Linked DNA regions of Mus musculus: all the other regions are linked to region 2. The links are chromatin contacts, called in public HiChIP or PLAC-seq and promoter capture Hi-C maps. All regions are on one chromosome and are shown on one strand. The core of a region is the stretch at or near the end of the contact, and the rest is flanking DNA. Distances in the headings are between cores, read along the strand shown.

Region 1 (2,700 bases), core at 10-2,509, 630 kb before region 2:
TGCCACACCTGCTCCAGCAGGGCCACACCTTCTAATAGTGCCACACACTGGGCCGAGCATATACAAACCATCACACCCTCTGTGTCACGGAGGTTGCCCTTGAGTTCCTGATTCTCTTACCTCCATCTGCCTGGTGCTGAGGTGAGAGCAGGGGGCTCATCCACGGTGCTGGGATAGAAGCCAGGACCTCAGTCAGGCAAACACTCTACACATTGACTCACATTGGTAGCCCTGTGTTTCTGCTATGTTATCCTCAAACTCACCATCCTCCTGCCAGTGCTGGGAAGACAGTAGTGGACATTTGCCTTGTGGCGGCTCTTTTAAAAATTACATTTGTTTACTATGTTCCTGTGTGTGGACACTTTAGCAGAACTTGGCTACTTTGTGGGTTCTTCTTTCTTCCACCCTTTTCTACCCTCTTTCCATCCTTTCAACCCTTAACACTAGATAGGAGGGGGGAAAGGACAGAGAGAAGAGGGGGTGACATTATTGTTAGGCTATTTCCTGTTGATTGGGGGCATTGAGTTCCTTGGAGCAAGTTTGATTTTGCTGTCAGGCTATCTAATTTCTTCTTGTTGTTGTTTCTTCTTTGCACACGACTAGTTAACAAACCGTTACCAACAGAGACCAACCAAAGCCCGTCTTGGGGCCATAACATTTGTATATCTTCTGAAAAGTGTCCATAATTCCTAAGGTCACAATCGCAGAAACTATGTGCAACTGACAAAACCGTGCCTCTGCTAGAGCACGAAGCAAATCATAGTCAGCTGCTGCAGACTATCTGAAGCAGCCCCATATGTGACACCTCTAATTAAAACAAAAACACAAACTCACATATTTCTGTGTTTTTCGAAGAACCCAATTGGAGTCCAGGAGACAATTGTGTGCATTGCTTGTCTTCTCGTATGTAGGGTTCAGCGATCCAAATTCGACCATCAGTTTTGGCAGCAGGTGCCTTTCTACCCTCTGAGGCATCTCACCCACCCTTGCTGTCTTTTTGTTCGATTTGTTCTGCATTTGTTTAATTTATTAATTGATTTCTGTGTGTGCGCTTATGTGGCTTCATGTGTGCATCTGTACACATGTAGAAATCAGAACGCCTCCTCCACCCGCAATCAGGGTAACTGCCAAACCCCGGGTTTTACTGGAAAGCTGGAAACTACATCTCCTGGCATGCCTCGCAAGCTGCCCTGTGGACTACGGCTCCCTGCGTGCTCCGCGCCAAGGAGACTACAAATTCCGGCGCGCTGCGGGCGGCGGCGCCATCTTCCGCGGCGCGGATTGAATGAGCGCGCCGCATTCGGGCAACCGAGGTGATTCTCCCGCCGCCGCCACCTCCGCCATGGCGTCTCTGCCGCCCCACGCGGGGCCCGCCACGCCGCTGTCGCCCACGCGTCTGTCTCGGCTGCAGGAGAAGGAGGAGCTCCGTGAGCTCAACGACCGCCTGGCACACTACATCGACCGTGTCCGCGCGCTGGAGCTGGAGAATGATAGGTTGCTGCTCCGGATCTCCGAGAAGGAGGAGGTGACCACTCGCGAGGTACGTGGGTCGGCACCGGGGACGCGGGGAGCTTGATCCTGGTGATAGGTGAAATGAGCGGAGTCCTGCCCACCCGGGATCCCGGAGACGGTGCATAGAACTAGCTAAGCCCAGCCCACAGGGGACCCGGGGGCTGGTGCACAGCTAGCTGAGTCTTGTTCACTGGGGACTCTGGGGCTGGAATATAAGGGCTAAATACTGCCTACCGGGGACCTCAGTACAGATGCATAACGCTGAAGCCCAGTCCACCGGGGACCCCCAGGGGCAGATGCCGACAGCTAAGTTTTGCTCACCAGGACACCCCAGGGTTGGGTGATAGGCCTGAGCCCTGCCCACCATAGACCCCAGGGACGATTGCAGAGCGCTGAGCGCCGCCCAAGGGGAGGGGAGACACATCTCTTACAGGTGCAAACCGCTAAGCCCCACCCACTGGGGGGACCAGGAACTGGTGCAGGCAGGTAAGTCCCGCCTACCAAAAACCCTAACACAGGTTAAAGTCTGGACGGGGAAGGGGACTAGTGCAGATGGGTCCAAATCCCTCCCATGGGAGGGACTTTAGGGACAAGTGACAGGTGTAAACAATGTTAGTCCCCGCCCCCGAAGCCCCACCCACCCGGGCGCTCTTGAGACAGGTGCTGATGAAGCTAACCTGTGCTCACATGGGGACCCTAAAGGAGACGTGTAGACTGAGGTAAAACTTCAATAAAGCCGGGTCCTAAGGACCTAAGCTTAGCTGAGTGGGATCAGGATGGCTTGTGTGTGTGTGTGTGTGTGTGTGTGTGTGTGTGTGTGTGTGTATGGGTGTGTGTGTGTGTGTGTGGGTGTGTGTGTATGGGTGTGTGTGTGTATGGGTGTGTGTGTGTATGGGTGTGTGTGTATGTGTTTGTGCATGTGGAAGCCAGAGGTCACCTTTGGGTGTTTCCCTCAGTGGTGGCGCACGCTTTTAATCCCAGCACTTGGGAGGCAGAGGCAGGTGGATTTCTGAGTTCGAGGCCAGCATGGTCTACAGAGTGAGTTCCAGGACAGCCAGGGCTACACAGAGAAACCCTGTCTCAAGGACCTTGGGGGACACTTCACATTCCATGAATAGGCAGGAAAGCCCTGCCCACCCAGGGTCATAGGTTTAAAGGACCCTGCCTGATTCCTAAGACACCCCAGAG
Region 2 (2,700 bases), core at 94-2,593:
TCAGGCTTCTCCATGGGTGGTGCCTCCTTTTTGGCCTTTCTCAAGCGCTTGAGCAGTGAGTGTTGCTTCCGCCGAAGACCACGGTTCAGGCGCCTCCTCTGGCGGGCGCTGTACAGCTGCATCAGTTGCTCACTGTGGGAGAAGGGGGTGGTTTGGAGACCCGGGGACAGCATGCTGCGCCAGCACTGCTCCATTTCTTTCACACCCAGAAAGGAACATGCCGGGAGCTCACTAAAGACAAGTCCTCCATAGCACTGCCGTCAACCTTCAGGGCACAACCCTCTAAAATGAATCCACCAGCTTCCACAGGCAGTGACGTAAGCCGAGATCAAACCTTTTCCTTTGACAGCCCACCCAGACAAATTACCTATCCGTGGTTGATTTTCCCCAAGGTCACAGGGAGGCCTGTGAGCCCAGTCAGCGGGAGACTGAGGCAAGGTAGTTCTGTCTACATAAGACTGTCGAACACTGCACAACTGTAGCAGGGGCCGAGTTGAGGTCACAATCTAGAGCGCTTGCCTAGGAGGCTAGGACGCCCCGAGTTTGATGCTCTGCACCGTGATGGTGACCCAAACATTAGGGAGGTTGAGAGGATCAGGAGTTCGAGGAGAGCCTGGGCTACACGGGTCCCTTTTTTTTTTTCCGACTCAAGAGTTTCTCTGTGTAGCCCTGGCTGTCCTGGAACTCGCTCTGCAGACCAGGCTGGCCTCGAACTCAGAATTCCCCTGCCTCTGCCTCCCAAGTGCTGGGATTAAGTCGTGCGCCACCATTGCCCGGCACTCGAGACCCTTCCTTGCCTCTCCCATGTGACATGTGCAAAGGTTCTGGCTCTATTTCCAGCACCACCCACAGAAAAGGAAAATGTACAAACGGGCCAGCGACCCGGCGGGACTAAGGTGACGGGGCCTCTTACTAGGACATGTCGAGCAGTTGGTCGAGGTCTACGCCACGGTAGGTGAACTTGCGGAAGGTGCGCTTCTTCTTCTGCTCCACTTCGGCCTGCGTGAGCGCGAGTCGGGGTTAGCAGGGGCTCGGCAACCTTACCCGGGAGCCCAGGGACCTGAGCTGCGCGAGCCGCGCTCCTCTAAGCTACGGCGGACGGGCGAGGGGACACACAGCCCCGCGGCCGCCCGCAGCCATCCGGGCCCTTCCGCACCCGCCATCCGCAGTCTCCGGGCACCCGAGCACATCGCTACATCCCCAGGCAGCGAGTCCAGAGTCTTGCGAAAGGGCCCCGGGAGGATGGCGACGGATACCCGGGAGCACAGACCGCCGTGCACGAATACTCACCATCTTGGCGGTTACTCGGAAAAGGAAGTACGGGCTGCGCTTGCGCAGTTATCGCGAGCTCTGCCGGGAGGGCCCGCCTCCACCGCTCAACAGCTTCCGCTCTGCGGATACTCGCCATTGCCCCCCGCTGTCCGGAGGCCAGAGCAAAAGCGCCGCTACCCTCCGGAGGGGCGTGGCTCCCTTTGGGGTTTTTGTTAGTGTGTCTGTCTCTCTGTCCCTGGTTTTCTTTGTCTTCTCTGTCTCTGTGTTTCTGCCTCTCTCATGTACAAGGTCTCAAGCAGTGATTCTCAACCCGTGGGTCACAGCCTCTTTGGAGGTGGCATATCAGATATCCTGCATATCAGATATTTACAATTATGATTCCTAATAGCAAAATATATACATACATTTTTGGGGGAGACGGAGGTTCAAGACAGGGACTCTGTGTAGGCCTGGCTGTCCTGAAACTCGCTCTGTAGAACAGGCTGGCCAGAGGCTAATCCCAAGTGCTGGGATTAAAGGCGTGAGCTACCACCTCCAGGCTGTCTGCTTTTCTTGTGGGATGTGTGAGCCTACCACCTCAAAAGTGAGTGGTTAATTAGAAGACAACTTGGAGAGATCAGTGCTCTCTTTCCACCATCCTGGGACTTGGCTTTAGACTCCCTGACCCAGTGAGTGTTTCGTTTTATAATAAAATAGAAGCCAGGTGTGATGGCACAAGTCTTTGTCTTTTTTTTGTTTTGTTTTTTCGAGACAGGGTTTCTCTGTATAGCCCTGGCTGTCCTGGAACTCACTTTGTAGACCAGGCTGGCCTCTAACTCAGAAATCCACCTGCCTCTGCCTCCCAAGTGCTGGGATTAAAGGCGTGTGCCACCACGCCCGGCAAGTCTTTGTCTTTAATCCCAGCTCTTGGGCTACACAGAGAAACCCTATCTCAAAAAACGAAAAACCAGAGAGAGAGAGAGAGAGAGAGAGAGAGAGAGAGAATATGAATGAATGTTGGAAAGGAAGCCGCATTTTCTATTTTTGTTTTGTTTTGTTTTGTTTTTCAAGACAGGGTTTCTCTGTGTAGCCCTGGCTGTCCTGGAACTCAATCTGTAGACCAGGCTGGCCTTGAACTCAGAAATCCGCCTGCCTCTGCCTCCCAAATGCTGGGATTAAAGGTGTGCACCACCACGCCCAGCTCCAACATTTTCTCTCTTATCTAGTGTTGGGGGTTGGAAGGCTAGGAGGAAAAAGGTGGAGAAGGATGGAAGAAAAAGAAGCCCACGAAGTAGCAAAGTCCAGCAGAGGCACGTGTAGCACACAGAAGGCAGAGCGGTCTGTGAATTCCAGGCCAGCCAGGGATGCATAGAAAGACCATCCCTGTCTTTAAAGAGAGAGGAGAGGTAGGACAGTAGTGGCCAGGACAGCCAGGGCTGCATAGAGAAA
Region 3 (2,700 bases), core at 121-2,620, 550 kb after region 2:
CCTCTGCCTCCCAAGTGCTGGGATTAAAGGTGTGTGCCACCTGGGGTTAAGAGCACTGACTGACCTTCCAGTGGTCCTGAGTTCATTTCCCAGCAACCACATGGTGGCTCACAACCATCTGTAATGGAATTCAATGCCCTCTTCTGGTAGACAGAGATAGTGTACTCAGATACATAAAATAAATAAATCTTTAAAAAAACAAAAACAAAAGCAAAAACGGTGTGTGCCACCACACCCAGCTCTGAGTTTGTGTGTGTGTCTGTTTATCTGTCCGTTTGCTTGCCCGACTGCCTGATTGAGACAAGGTTTTATGTGCATTTTATGTGCTTAAATTTGAATCCGCCTGCCTTTACCTCCAGAGGGCTGGGATTATAAACCCAAAGCTCTCACTGATGCGCTCCAGACAGTAGAAGCCCTAGTACTGAGAAAATGAGCCCAGGTCCTGTCTTCTCAGGAGGGTACTGTCTGAGCTACAGAATTAGCCTGGAAAATTTAGTGAGATTCTGTCTCAAATATAAAATGCTGGTGCGTGATAGCACATATCTGTCATCCGGCACTTCCTGAGCTAGGAGGCAGGAGGATCAGGAATTCACTGTCATCTTTGGCCACATTAGAAGTTTGAAACCAACCTGGGCTACGTGTAGATAGATCCCTTAGTCCAACACTGGGAAGGAGAAGACAGCAAGGTCAGGCTTTCCAGATTAGTTCTCATACATGTAAATTGGAAGCTAACATGAGCTACATGGGACTCTGTGAATGTGAATGAATGAATGGATGGATGGATGAATGAAATCGCGATGTGGTACTATTTACACGTCTTTTCCATCTTTCTACGGCCCTGATTCCATTTGCACAAACACATATACATACAGAGAGACAGAGACAGAGAGAGGCAGAGAGGAGGAGGAGGAAGAGGAGGAGAAACAAATAGGGTAGGGACTGGGCGTGGTGGCGCACGACTATAGTCCCAGTACTGGGTGGCAGAGCAGGAGTATAAGGAGGATATCTGTTGAGTTCAAGGGAATCCTGTTAAATTCCAGGACATTCATGGTTAAATAGTGAGACTTTGTGCCAAAAATGTGCATATAGTACATAATATATACACATATGTAAATGTTACGCACATATATATGAACAAATAAAATAAAGCAGAAACCAGTCAATCAAAGAACAAAAAAATATAAAAACTAAAGAGGGAACTTGGATATGAAAAGAACGAATCAGAAGAGTATTTCTGCGCATGCTCTCTTGCCGCCACGCTGCCCGCTGCCTCTTGGGAGTTGTAGTTCTCCTTCGACTCCTCTCACAGGACAGACCCTAAGAGCGCTTCCGGCAGTCGCAGAACTACAGCTCCCTGCAGGCGGCGCGTGCGCGTGCGCACTGCGGGCAGCAGGCGGCATGTCGGCGCTCCGGTGGACCCGAAGCGCAGCCGGGCTTGGCCGGGTTCTGCGCTCCCCTGGGCCCCACCGCCCGCCTTCGGAGGAAGGTAAAGGAGTGTCGGATCCAGGACTATAATCTTCCCTTCCTTAGGATCCCGGTCACCTTCAACCTTTGTTCTTTGACCTATGGAGGAGTTTCTGGGGACCCATTTAGCTGGGCACTAGTTGGCAACGTCTCTCTAGGTCCGCAGGGCACTTTGACTTTTGATTGTTGCTCGCTTTTCCATGTCTCTGACCCACTGTTGGGGACTTACGGATATTGGCATTGACCTTTGGCTACTTTTAGTTAGGAGTACTTCTTGCTGGATCCTGCACCCCGATCCTTATAGCTTTGGCCTGTTCTGCCCTTGAAGTTGGTCTTTTTCTGGGTCTGGATTTATTTGTGGGCGGGGCGTGTTTTTTTTTTTTTTTTTTTTTTTTTTTTGAGCCATGGTGTTTCCATGTGGTTCATGCTGGATGCTTTATTTGAACTCAGGTCCTACTGCTTCAACCTCCTGAGTTCTGAGATCCCATGCCTGGCAGTCCTTGTCTTTTGATCCATTTCTTTCTGGGCATGACGTAAGTTTGAGGCAGGAACTCACACTAGCTTAACCTAGAACTTCCTTTGTAGCCCAGGCTGGAATCCAATTGGAGACCCTCCCACCTCAGCCTCCAGAGACCTGGGGTAATAAGTGTGCATGCCACGGTGTCCACTTGATAGGATGGTTTCTGTGTTCTTATTCTTCATGTCTCTTTCTAGGGACTTTTGGTGGCTTCTGCAGCTCAAGAAGGAGCTCCGCTGCCAGTCCCCGTGAGCAACATGTCCTGAGGGAGTGGGGCCATGCTGAACTGCTGGAAGGTAAGTTGGTGTCCTAAGTCCTTCTCCACAGTGAAGCCTTGAGGGAGTGTGCTCTGCGTTGTACCTGACCACTCCAAGGGAGTATGTAAAATGGGGTCCAGAGTCCACTGAGCAGTGTTGTCTGGCTGGCCTGTCTGTGGTCCTGTGGGTCCTCTTGTGCTGGTTCTGGGAGCTGCTGTAATTCCATTCCCTGAGTTCCAGATTCCCACCTGGGGCTCTCACTTCTAGGAAGACAGTGGAGGCCCCAAATACACCTGAACAATACCGGATTTGCATTGTTGGAATGCTGACATAGAAGTCTCCAGTTTTAGTCCTGCAGAGTCGAGGTGCAGCTGGAATCCAGCCTGTCTGCCAGGCCTGCCTGTCTGTCTTCCTTCCTTCCTTCCTCTTTCTTTCTTTCTCTCCTCATTCCTCCCTTCTCTC
Region 4 (2,700 bases), core at 66-2,565, 800 kb before region 2:
CCCCTCCCCCATAGACTGTCATCTCAAGGGCAGTTTCTCGCTCCTCTTCCCTCCCCCTTCCTCGTGCTCCAGCCACAGAACAGTCCTCCGTGCTCCTTCAGTGCCCGAAGCTCCATGCTGCCCCAGGCTTTGCACAGGTTACCTCTTCAGCCTAAAGCGCCTTCCAGCTGCTCTTCTCAGTTGACCCAGTCTCCCTTCCAGGACTCTGGGTGACCCTGAGTCCTTGCTTTGGAGTCATTCGGTATCTTGATGGCATTTCTCTCTCAAGTTGTACTCATCTCTCTACCCAACTCAGTCCAGGACGCTCGTAGATCGATTGGCCATGCCTAAACCAGTAGCTGGCACATAGGAGCTCCTCAATGAGCAAGTATCAATCGAGTGTCAACCGTATACCCCCCCCCCCATTCTGGAAAGGAGCAGCTAATAATGACCTATAGAGCCTATCCTGGTCACTGAGTGAGGAGGCTGCTGTGGCTGGAGCAGGGGTGCAACTGGGGGTTACAGGAGTAAAGGGTTGAGGGCGCAGAACAAGGGAGACAGCAAATGAAAGAAAAGCAGGAAGCAGATGGACATGGCAGACAGGACTTTGAGGGCTGTGCAGGAGTTGGCAGAGAGTTTGTCTAACATGCACACTGAGCTTGTGCCGCTCCACATCAGCCAGGAGGTGAAGGCAGGAGGATCATCTGTAGGTCAAGTTGTCCTCTGAAAAGAGTGAGTGGGACTGGGCTGGGCCAGGAAGGACACACGAAAGTGATGGAACAGAATCCATCACAGGGACAGGACAGGTGGCCTAATGCAGGTGCAAAGGCCCCGGGGTAGGGAAAGTGCAGTTTGTATAAATATTTGTTGGCTAAGTGCATGCAGGGCGGGTGATTCCAGAAGGAACTGATTAACACATGGGACAGTGGGGGATGCGCTGTGCAGCAGTGGCTCCTGCTTTGCTCCTACAGGGTTAGCGGTTGTCACCTTGCATGACGGCATGAATTCCATGCACCTATGGTCGCTATTTTTCTCTGTCACAAGAGCTGGCAACCTACCCAAGGACCCTGGGTTTTGCTGGAGATCCAACATCCGGTGACGCTAGACAGAAACAGTAGCTGTAAGTAGGGGAGAGGTCACACAGACCCGACACCCCAGACTTTGCTCTTTGCTCCCTGGAAAAAGCACAAAACAGAAAGATAACAGTCGTCCCACCCTCCCCCTGCCACGGCCACTCACCATTGGTCCGCGGTCCTGCCTGTCTCCCAGTCAACAGCAGGAGCTGGGCTGGGAGCTGCTGGCCTGTATTTCAGCATCTTTGGGAGGTGGAGACGTGGCAAAGGCTGTAGCAGGCGGTGACAGGGACCCGAAAAGAGGCTGCCACAGGCACGGGACTCATGGATGGGGACATAGCGGCTGGAAAGGTGAGGGGCCACGGTGGGGACGCTGAGCCGGGGGGGGGGGGTTGGCAGCCTGATAGGACCCCATCATACTGCTGGGAAGACTGAGACTGGAAAGGGGGATCACACTGAGTTCACATAGCCTTCCAGGGACTTCAGGACAGTTTGATCCAGGCACCAATATCTCCTCTGGAATTAGGGTTTCTCTGTGTAGCCCTGGCTGGCCTCGAATTCACAGAGATCTGCCTGCCTCTGCCTCCCGAGTACTGGGATTAAAGGTGTGAGCCAGCCTCTCTACTTGTTGTTATAAACATATATGTTAAAAATTTTAACTATAGTGTATGTGTGCCATAGCACAGGAGCCATATGGATTTCTAAATTTTTGGTTTGTTTTGCTTGTTCTTTGTTTTGAGTCTTGCTAGTGGTAGACCAGGTTTACAGACTCTTGGTTACCCCAGTCCAACCCTGCTTACATTTCAGGCAGATTCACAGAGACCCAGCCCGGGGGCTGAATGGAAGTCACATTTGGCCTGGAAGGAGCTGGGGTGCTGTGTATAAGAACAGAGTCCTCTCTCTCTCTCTCTCTCCTGGATCTAGATGGCGTCCCCTGTCTGTGCTATGGCGCCCTTGGACAGCATGGAGGTCCTTGACCTCCTGTTTGATCGGCAGGACGGCATCCTGAGAAACGTGGAGCTGGCCGAGGGCTGGATCCTCGCCAGAGAGGAGCAGGTGAGGGTCCCCCGGGAGATTTCCAGCTACAGCTGGGGTGGGGCACAGGACGTGCCACTGAACTGGGCAGCCTGTAACCCTCACACATCTGCTTAAGGCAGAGGAGGGAGGGAGATCAGAGAGAGAGCATGGTACTCACCCAGAGTCACATAGCCAACTTCCACCTGCGTTCAAATTCAAACTCAGAACACAGTCTCCTGTTCATATCTTTCCCTGTTTATCCTTTAACTGCCATTTCATCTCAGATGCTCAGGGAGAAAGAATGACTCCCTCTCTAAGACACAGAGAGGGTCAGGGATTTGCCCGGAGTCACACAGCAATCTGAATAAACATGTGTCTTGCTCTCTCCACTCCCATTCTAGAAAGTTCTACTAAATTCTGATTCTGATGAATTCCTAAATTGCATCCTGGGACCTGGAGACTCTGACCCCAGCTCTCCATTATGGTCCCCCGCTGACAGTGACAGTGGCATCTCTGAGGATCTACCTTCAGACCCCCAGGACACCCCTCCTCGTAGTGGCACTGAACCAGCCAACACGGTAGCCAGGTGTCACACCAGGGAGCAAGGCAAGGGGCCCTGCCCCTCCTATCT
Region 5 (2,700 bases), core at 168-2,667, 530 kb after region 2:
TGGAGTGTTTGTGTGCATTTCATAGACGCTAGATGAATGTTGAACGAATAAGTAAATAAATACAGGAACTAACCTCAGAAACATTCTGGGCCTAGCCTAGAAGACGACGCAGGCTTCATTCACTCCTGAAGAGTCACACGGGGTGCCTGCGGGCTAGAGGATCCTCCTTCTACCAGAGAATGCATCCCTTCTTCATCCTTATCTCGGGTGTTTGTGGAACACCTGATGTGTATCGTCCAGACATGATACTCCCTTCTGCCCGGCACTGTTTTTACAGATTATCAGGTGTACATAAGTGTATGTAGGAGGGCTGTAGAGACCGCGTGAAAAGGCAACATTGCAGCCGAGACTCCGGAGTTTGGGGGACCAAGCACTTGGAGGCACAGGCAGTGCAGTGCAAGCAAATATCCACAGGCAAGCTTGTCTGGAAGGCTAAATGAGGGGAAGGAAGCTGGGAAATGAGGGCTTGATGGTTCGAAGAAGAGGAGGAGTCTCTTAGGCCCCGTCCCTCACTTTTTTTTTTTTTTTTTTTTTAGGGATAGCCCTAACAACTTAAGCCATTGGCAAGGCAACCAAGTCCCGCCCCTCAAGGACTCCAACTTCGCGACTGTACTTGGCTTTCCGAGGCCTCTACATCCAATCCCGTATGCCGGAGAAACTCAGCCCTGTCGACTACATCCCCGCTCTGGAGATAGTCACCCGCCTTCAGGCTTGCCCATCCTCGTTGCCAAGGAGACGGCCCCCGCAAGCTTGGAGCTCCGCCTCCAGGCTCACGCCAAATTCCTAGGCGGATTCCAGGATTGGTCCCGTCGCTGTCTCGTCACCATGGAAACCCGGCCCCGCCCTGCGCAGGCTCAGCCTGCGGACCCTAAAGCTTTCCAGTTGCCTACAGGTTATAACCTACCCCAGGTTGCCAAAGAGACATCCCGGGCCCCCACGAAGGCCCCGCCCTTTGGTCGCGGAGGCTTCCCCGAGGCCCTGTCCCACGCAGGTTGCCAAAAAGTCTTCTCCCCCACGTAGCCCCGCCGCTCGCTGGCCCCCCATCTCTGACTTCTTCTGCTTCCATGTCTGACTTCACCTCCTAAAGTCATCGCCAAGGCGACCCGCCTTCGCGCTGTCCCTGGACTTCCGCACTCTTCAAGCGTGACTCCGCCCTTCCACCCCCAAGTGCCAAGCCCTCTAGACTCCGCCCACACCAGATAGGCCACGCCCCCAAGATGCTCTGCAGTCTTGACCCTCACCTCCGTCCCGGTTACTAAGGAGACTAGGCTCCGCCGCTTCGCCCCCAGGCTCCGCCCCACACACTGGACCCAGGTCTCTGGCTTCCGGAAATACTTATTTTGTCCTAGTGCGGCCACCGTTCTCCACGAGTCAGCCCCCCGCAGCGCGTTGCCCGCGTTTCTCCGCGAGCCCCACGCCTGCCGTGCGTGCCGTGCGTGCCATGCGTGAGCGTGCGCGGGCGCGTCGGCCGGCGAGGGAGCAGCAAACGGCCGGCGGCAGGCGCCGCGCGGGGGGCGGGCGGCGCGGAGGCGGCGGTGGCCATGGCCGAGGCGTCGCCGCAGCCCGGACGGTACTTCTGCCACTGCTGCTCGGTAGAGATCGTGCCGCGCCTGCCGGTGAGACCTGGGCGGGAGGGCCGTGGAGCTGTGCGCGCGAAGCTGGCTAGAGGGGAAATTGAGACCCGGCGGGGTGCGAGCAGCGTGGCGGGCAGGTCCAAGAACCTAGGGCGGCGGCGGGGTCGCCCGAGGGACGCAGGCTTGGTCGGACCCGGTGGGGCTCGGAAGCTGAGCTCCGCGCTGGGGACGGCCGCCGAGCGCGTGGCCAGGACGCGGGGGCGCGCGGCGCGGCCTCGAGCGCCGCCCCGGGCCTCGCTGCTGCGCCCAGAGGAGCTGCGAATCCGACGGCGGAGCTGGAGGGTCTGGGAAGGTCGTACCTGCACCTCCTTGCCTGTTACAGGCCTTGTGCTAAGGCTTCAGTGTGGCTTTGACCAGTTGCATCCCCCGGTCCCCACCTGGTTGTCCCCTGGCCTCCTGCTTCTTCCTCGTAGCTTTGGACATATCTATCCTGAGGACCCTGCTTGGGTGTCCTGCATCTTTTCCGGTTCAAGGTGGTTTTGTCCAGGTGCATGCCAGGGATCCTGCAAGTTTCTTGAGAGTGACTTTGACTAGGCTGGTATCCCCAGGCCTCCTCTCCCAGGACAGAACCTCCCACCTTCCAGGCATCCCTTGTTTCATACCCAGGTTTGAGGCTCGCTCCTGGAAAGGTGATCGCTCAGTACTTGCAACCTACCGTGGCCTTTCCAGGCCAAGCGTGGAGCCTGCTCCTGCCCTTCGAGGTGGAAGCCTGGGTGGGTCCTTGAAGAAGTAGTAGCTAGTTTGGTGTAAGCCAATCTACCATTGCGGAGAAGGTGGTGGAGTAATTAGCCAGAGTCTGTCAGGGTGACGACGGGGTGGGTGGTAAGAGGTGCTGTAGTTCCTTCTGGTCTCTGCACTCTCCCTCTGGATGGTGACACCATGACATTCTTCAGGGCGATTAACTCCAAGAATTCAGGTGGTGGCATACACCTTTTATTTCAGCACTTGGGAGGCAGAGGCAGGCCGATGTCTGAGTTTGAGGCCAACTGTTAGTTCCAGGACAGACAGGAACCCTGTCTAGGAAGGGGGGCAGCTTGGAGAGAGTGGTATGTGGGGTGCCAGGTGA

What was found. Promoter capture Hi-C pulls out the DNA fragments that hold promoters and counts their contacts. HiChIP or PLAC-seq counts read pairs in DNA pulled down with a chosen protein or histone mark. Capture Hi-C pulls out chosen DNA fragments and counts their contacts.
Region 1: a promoter capture Hi-C map of liver shows a contact between it and region 2, with 4 times the contacts expected there. The contact joins the promoter of Lmnb2 here to the promoter of Rps15 in region 2. A contact is called at or near these places in 8 of 39 promoter capture datasets (cranial neural crest, embryonic stem cells, fetal liver and 4 more) and 1 of 9 other capture datasets (adipose tissue).
Region 3: a promoter capture Hi-C map of liver shows a contact between it and region 2. The contact joins the promoter of Polrmt here to the promoter of Rps15 in region 2. A contact is called at or near these places in 1 of 484 Hi-C or Micro-C datasets (embryonic stem cells), 1 of 115 datasets of contacts at active chromatin or transcription factors (pancreatic cancer cells) and 1 of 9 other capture datasets (liver).
Region 4: an HNF4G HiChIP or PLAC-seq map of pancreatic cancer cells shows a contact between it and region 2. The contact joins the promoter of Creb3l3 here to the promoter of Rps15 in region 2. A contact is called at or near these places in 5 of 39 promoter capture datasets (cranial neural crest, embryonic stem cells, liver and 1 more), 1 of 484 Hi-C or Micro-C datasets (B cells) and 2 of 115 datasets of contacts at active chromatin or transcription factors (embryonic forebrain and pancreatic cancer cells).
Region 5: a contact with region 2 is called in a promoter capture Hi-C map of hippocampal neurons, with 2.9 times the contacts expected there. The contact joins the promoter of Rnf126 here to the promoter of Rps15 in region 2. A contact is called at or near these places in 1 of 39 promoter capture datasets (hippocampal neurons), 1 of 484 Hi-C or Micro-C datasets (embryonic stem cells), 1 of 115 datasets of contacts at active chromatin or transcription factors (pancreatic cancer cells) and 1 of 9 other capture datasets (liver).

What each region holds. Positions count from the first base shown.
Region 1 is chr10:80,916,804-80,919,503 of GRCm38.p6, reverse strand. It overlaps Lmnb2 (lamin B2), which reads left to right and starts at 1,259. Exons shown (of 12, transcript NM_010722.5): 1 at 1,259-1,540. The coding sequence starts at 1,286.
Region 2 is chr10:80,291,074-80,293,773 of GRCm38.p6, reverse strand. It overlaps Rps15 (ribosomal protein S15), which reads right to left and starts at 1,343. Exons shown (of 4, transcript NM_009091.2): 1 at 1,291-1,343; 2 at 914-999; 3 at 1-132. The coding sequence starts at 1,293.
Region 3 is chr10:79,745,251-79,747,950 of GRCm38.p6, reverse strand. It overlaps Polrmt (polymerase (RNA) mitochondrial (DNA directed)), which reads left to right and starts at 1,370. Exons shown (of 21, transcript NM_172551.3): 1 at 1,370-1,486; 2 at 2,179-2,277. The coding sequence starts at 1,399.
Region 4 is chr10:81,091,206-81,093,905 of GRCm38.p6, reverse strand. It overlaps Creb3l3 (cAMP responsive element binding protein 3-like 3), which reads left to right and starts at 1,315. Exons shown (of 10, transcript NM_001382818.1): 1 at 1,315-1,403; 2 at 1,977-2,108; 3 at 2,471-2,700. The coding sequence starts at 1,377.
Region 5 is chr10:79,765,669-79,768,368 of GRCm38.p6, reverse strand. Rnf126 (ring finger protein 126) reads left to right here and starts at 1,417. Exons shown (of 9, transcript NM_144528.3): 1 at 1,417-1,616. The coding sequence starts at 1,542.